Regions from separate parts of the Capra hircus genome. Here region 2 is linked to region 1. The links are chromatin contacts, called in public Hi-C maps. All regions are on one chromosome and are shown on one strand. Each heading gives the region's core, a stretch centred on a gene start, on an enhancer-like site or on the middle of the called end of the contact. The rest is flanking DNA. Distances are from core to core; before and after follow the strand shown. Region 1 overlaps MYRIP (rab effector MyRIP). Region 2 holds the start of EIF1B (eukaryotic translation initiation factor 1b).

Region 1 (3,007 bases), core at 267-2,766:
ATGTGAGTGGCAGTGATGCTGTGCCTACAGAAGACAGAGGCAGCTGGACAGACCTCCCATAGGCTCGCGGCTCCAAACGGCTCAAAAGGGCACGTGAACTTTCCAGGCTTCACCTATGTCACTTTAGAAAACATTGCTATGGGGAGGCCTCCGTTGGCATCACAGAGTTTAATACTCAGTCCACGGTGATCCCTGTGGAAGAGATCACCATGGATGGCCAGGGAGAGATGAGGGCAAGGTCACAGCATGATCTTAGACCCAGAGCTGGGGATGCGCGGGGTGTTTCCAGAGAATAGCAAGTTAATCTGGATGCGGGTCCACGAACTGCCTGACACTGTAAGTAAAAAAAGAGAGAGAGAGAGAGTGTGTGCATAGAGGAGCGTTTTTCTAGAGAGAGACTCTGTAGCTTTAATCAGATTCTCTAAGGGGGTTCATGAGCTAAACCATGAGGGAGGAGGCACTGAGGACTCTCGAGATGGCTTATGATGGGAACCAAGAATCACAGAATGTTAGTAAACTGTGCCCTCAGTTACGCGATCGGAACAACACTGACTGTGCCCTTGTTTGTGTTCTAGGAGAGAGCTCAGCTCTTTACAAACGTATCCACTCATCACAGCCATTCTCTGAAGTGGGTTCTAATATCCCCATTTGACAGATGAGGAAACTGAGACCGAAGAAGATGCCTTGTCCAAAGTCACACGGCTGGATTTGAACGCAGGCAGGCTGATTCTAGATCCCATCCCCTTAACTCCATGCCAGGGGCCCTCAGACTTTAACACACAGCAGAATCACCAAGACAGTTTGGGCTCCATCCCCAGAATGTTGGATTCAGCAGCTCTGGGGCAGGGCCCAAGGATGTGCATTTCTAATAAGTTCCTAGGTGCTATGGTTGCGGCTGGTCTGGGGGCCACACTTTGCAAGCCCACTTTGAACTCTAAGCTCTCATCTCCAGAGAGGAGGGTATGCCTCCAAGAGTTGTGACCTGTGTCAGTGGCAAAACCAAGATAAGAACCTGGGTCTGTGGATTCAGAATCCAGGACTCTCCATGCCACTCTTGCTTGGAGAGGGGCACAGCATACTTAAAAATGAGTGGGTGCTTATGTGCACCCTGCTTTGTTACCTGATGTGTGTCCAGCTCCAGAGGGTGGCCACTGGGGGAAGGCAATTCCTTGCTTAGCTCCTCGGAGCCCCCCCGGGCCCTCCTCCACCTTCTGGCCCTCCGATCTGCAGCGTGGGGGGCCTCCTCAGGCTCGCTGCTGTCTGAGGTCTCCCTGCCAGCTGCCTGAAGGTTGAAGTTCACATCCAGCTCTCCCTGTAGGCGCATCTTCTCGGCTGCGGGGTTCCGGGGGGCCTTCCTCTGCAACCAGGACAGCCTGGCCCGGTGCCCAGCTTCCCGGGATGAGCCCACCGAGGAGGTCTCCGAGTCAGACCACATAGCCTCGGGGTTAGGCGAGGGCCCAGAGGAGGCAGAGGGGCCTTGGTCTGAGCCCGGAGCCTGTGCGGGCTGAGTCTGGGGTTCCCCGGGCAGAGCCCGGGGCTGCAGGCACAGCGTGCTCAAGGCCTCCCTCCAGTCAAAGTCCTCCTCGCTGTCAGAGCCCAGATCATCGTAGGCGGATGCCACGCTGGAGGCCGCCTCCAGGGCCTGAAACGTGCCGCTCTTAGGTTTGGGCAGCAGGCGGGTTGGGGGCAGAGCCCCATCCTTCAGGGCCATCCAGTTCCCATCAGGGCTCTGCAGAACTGGGGCCACAGCTGCGGGCAGGAGGGAGAGAAAAGCCAGAGAAGGACTGTCAGCACCTCAGAGCCAGGGGCCCCTCAAACAGCCCTCCTCCTCTGCGCCCCTCTTCCTGGAGCTCTTTCTGGTCTCCCCACCCAGAGTGGGCTCCTCCTTCCCTGAGTTGCTGTGACAGCCTTTCTGGTTCACTCCAGTATCCATCCTGGCTGACCACGCACAGGGCTCCTCCCTGGTGACAGGGGCCCTGTGGCAGGGGCTGGGTCTCAGTCATCCTGCACTGTCCCAAAGTCAGCTCGTGCGGAGGAAAGAGCAGAGGCTGGGAAGGCTGTAGGGATGCTGTGGGCTGAGTAAACCCGTCTCCAACTCACACTGAGAAACTCAAGAGCAGGGGCTGCCCTCGGATCTTTATTTCCCCACACTGAGCACACGTGGTGTGTATACGGCAGGTGCTCAGTCAAGGTCTGGGAAGTGAGAATGTGTCTGGGGGGATATGAATTTGTCGAAGGCACTGTCAAGTCTGAAGACTGAAGGTGGGTTTACTTAGCATCCCTACAGTTGACCTCAGCCGTGGACCAACAGGCTCCAGAGCCGGCCCTTTCCCTGAGGCATAAACAGAACCTCTGAAAATACTCCAGGGACATTAACCTTCTGGGATGACCTCTGTGCCTCCTCTGTGGTACATTTCTGCTCTGCTGGGATGGAGCAGTGCCCCCAAGGAGTAATCTGCTTCCTGCGAAACAGATCAGACATCTTTGAAGACCTCTGGGGTTAGTCTGGACAGCTTAGCATGTCAAGGGCCGAGTGGTCCTCAGAAAAACCAGCAGTTTTCTACGCAAGTGCTTTCTGCTCTTTAAGTCTTCATCCTGAGAGGTGCATGGCGTTTTGAGCTGCGGGTGAAATCTTTTTTTGCGTGTGGTGTTGTTGAGCTAAATTTTGTGTTTTAATGCAATGATAAACTTACACATAGGTGCCTTAGTTTAGAGAAATTTATGCACAAAACATGTTTTGAAAACCAAGATCCTTTACAAATTTATTTGGAATGCTCATAAGCCAGCAGGAACTGTTTTGCGAAATGGACTGTCTGCTAGAAGTGCTTATGAAACCTCCTAAGTTTGTCAGTTTCTTAGTCTAAATTTTGAAATGCTCTTTCTTTGTTGTTTGTTTGCTGTGGAGACACTTGTTAGCATGAGTAATTGAAGAGTCCTGACGCTTGGGCCTGGGGGCCATATTAGCTGTGGTATCTTGGACGCTGAAATGAATGCTAGGTTGGATTGG
Region 2 (3,007 bases), core at 282-2,781, 77 kb before region 1:
CTTCCTTGGGTCCAATCATTTTCATCCCCACTGACAGTCAAGTAAAGGTGTGGACCCTAATCCTACCTAGAGGTGTGCTTCAATAACTACATTTTCATCTCTTCTTCCTAACACCTTTACCTTTTTGAAAGCTTTCACAAGTTTCTTTTTGTCATAATCATCCGCAATGCCCTGAACAGTAGTCAGCGTCTTCCTGCCGTTCCGTTGCTGGATTCTTATATGAATGTAATCCTCAGTCCCTGCCGGGAGTAAGTCGTCACCCTTAGTTGCATCAGCAAAGGGGTCTGCAAAGGGAATACAGAAAAATCCAAAGCAGGAAAATATCTTTTAGTTAGTAATTTCCAGATACATGGTTCGCTACAATCTAGACACTCAGCAAAGAAGGTTCTAGTGCCTCTGCTTTTTTTCTGCAGGTGGGGATGCGGGGCGGGCGGGGGGAGGGGGCAGTCATAAGCGTAGGTCATTGATGAAACCGCTAAGGTACTCTCACAAAATGAGGTTTTTAAACAGGTATGCCCACCAATACCGGAAGAGAAAAACGCTTACAGGTGGATAATGTTATCGTTGAACATAATCCTGAGATTTTAAGACCTTAATTTTATAGCCACTATAAAAAATGTGCGTCATCTCGATTACATTCTGATGACAACAGAAAGATTCACAGATACCTCCTAGTCATTTAACAGTAACTCTGCCTGGGAAAAAGATGCACGTATCTCAATCAAGAGTGCTACACGGAGAGAACTGGACCACTACCCTGTAACAGATCAGAGGCCTGATCGGCCGCGTCTTCTACTAAATGCCCCCGAGAGCCGCTCACACAACAGCCCCGACCGCTAATGGACGCCGACACCCCGGCCCGGGCCGGCGTCCCCCTGGCCAGCAGCAGGGCAGGTCTGGGGGCGGCACAGGGTCGCAGAGGTGGCAGGAGGCAGAAGCGAGGCGCAGGCCGGTCCGGGAGCGGGCAGCGGGCGGCACAGGGTCCGCGGCCGGGGCTCCGGGGGCCGTCTTCAGGGAGGGGGTCGCCCGGGGCCCAGTCGCCATCTTCTGGGCGCCGAGACAAAGCCCCACTCGGGGTGCGGGGAGGGCGACCGGGGGCCCTGCGAGGCGGGGAGCAGGGGAGCGGCCCCGCCGGGGGCGGGCAGCGGCGGCTGGACAGCCGAGAGGCGCGCGGAGGACGCGGCGGGCGGGAGGAGGCGGCGGGGCGACCCGCTCTTACCGAAAGATTGGAGGTTCTGGATAGTGGACATGCGATACTAGTGTGAGGCCGGTGTGGGGATAAAATTCCTGCGGGGCCCGCCCGGATCACCGTGTCAGGAGGCTGTAGTGGCGAAAAAACGGAAATAAATACGGAGACGCTTGGCCCCGGGGCTGGGATGCGGCTTGAGCGGCGGCGGCGGCGGCGGAAGCCGGGAGGAGGCAGGAAGAGGCGAAGGAGGAGGCGGAGGAAGAGGCGGCGGCAACGGATGCGAAGACGCGAAAGAAGAGGCGGCGCTGCAGCTTCTCCCACAAAATGGCCGACGGAGACTATTTAGCCGCGCCCGCCGCCCCTCCCACGTGACCCGCCCGCGCCGAGCACTCTGGGACTTGTAGTTTTCTCGAGGCAAGACAGTCCGGAAAGCCTGGAAGGGGTGGGCTTCCGGGACCTCAATTCCCAGCAGGGTGTGCGCCCCCCAGCACCGGGTGGCTTGGGCAGGGAAGGGTTTAGCGAGCTGCCGATCTGTCTGGCTAGAACCCTCGTTGTCTAGAGCTGTCCTCTCCGCTCTCTCGCACACTCTCCCTTGACTCGTCTTTTCTAGCCGTAGGGTGGCAGCCCGGAGGGGTCGGTGCTGGCGGGGCCAGGGGAGGGGAGGCGGATAATCTCCCATCAGTCACCCTCGAGGCCCTGGGTAATCTAAGTAAAATCGGGGTACAGGAGCAGAACAAGGCCCGAAGTCCCGGCTTTCGTGCCTCATCACCTCCCTTCCCCATCTCCTGCCCCGTCCGGTTGTAGGAACCCTGTTAGTTCCTACTAAGGGTCGAGGTGGGGACCTCCTACCCAGGATTGTTCTGTCCTCCGAGTGTCTACCACGGTGGTTCTCAAACTCTAGCGTACATCTCCCCCAGGGCTTAAAATACAGACTGATAGACACCCCGCAGCTTCAGTTTTAGGACGTCTGGGGAGTGACCCGAGAATTTGCGTATCTTACAAGCTGCCAGGATACGCTAATTCTACTGATCTGGAACCGCGCTTCGAAACCACTGCCCAGCTTCATTGAAGGCCTGGCATCCAGTGGGAGTCACATATATTCCCCAAGTCGACCGAATGCACCAGAAAATCAACCTGTCAGCTTAACACAGAACCTTGAACACGAAGGTTAATTGACAGAGTCAGACACCAGAACAGTAATATCTTCCTATCAAGCTATAAACAGAAAACAAACCTGAGACTATGGGAATGGGCTCACCCAGTCAGGTGCTCGATTGTAAAACTTGGTTGGCCTTCTGGAAGCAAAGAGATAGACTGAAAGTCAGGGATTCTTAACTTTGTTTTGTGCCGTGGCAGTCTTGTGAAACCTATGGACCCATTCTCAGAATAATCCTTTTAAGTGCGTGAAATAAAAAATGTTGGATTACAAAGGAAACAGTGTATTGAAATTAAAACCAATAGATTGATAACATAGTATTGCTTCTTTACTAATGCCTTAATTGAGAAGATCTAGCAGCAGATCTCACAAAGGCTGGAATTTCGAAAAGGTGACAAATATTTTGAGATGTCTGTAAGCATCAGAAATGTAATATGAAAATAGTGACTTCTGCTAGTGCAAAGTTACAGATCCTTCAGATACTACGTTGATGTTGCCAGCATTCATAATGAAACAAAGGCTAACTTTTGTTAAGAGATTAGTGAAAATGTAGGTGGAGTCTTATTTTCCCTCTAGTTTTAGGAATCTACTCTCCACAGTTTTAGCTGTGGATGGACAATCCGCAGACCCCAGTTTAGGAACCTGGATTTAATAATCTTTTG

What was found. Hi-C and Micro-C count contacts between places; a contact is called where the count stands out from the background.
Region 2: a contact with region 1 is called in a Hi-C map of blood, with 4 times the contacts expected there. The contact joins the promoter of EIF1B here to the enhancer-like site in region 1. A contact is called at or near these places in 4 of 5 Hi-C or Micro-C datasets (blood and liver).

What each region holds. Positions count from the first base shown.
Region 1 is chr22:12,952,155-12,955,161 of ARS1.2, reverse strand. MYRIP (rab effector MyRIP) reads right to left here. Exons shown (of 16, transcript XM_018038375.1): 9 at 1,121-1,749. Among named protein-coding and RNA genes, the nearest start is that of EIF1B, 77 kb to the left of the region's middle. Within about 2 kb of position 1,516, at least 1 of the 5 cell types and tissues checked has an H3K27ac peak or open chromatin away from gene starts, as enhancers often do.
Region 2 is chr22:13,029,025-13,032,031 of ARS1.2, reverse strand. EIF1B (eukaryotic translation initiation factor 1b) reads right to left here and starts at 1,531. Exons shown (of 4, transcript XM_018038429.1): 1 at 1,220-1,531; 2 at 121-284. The coding sequence starts at 1,250.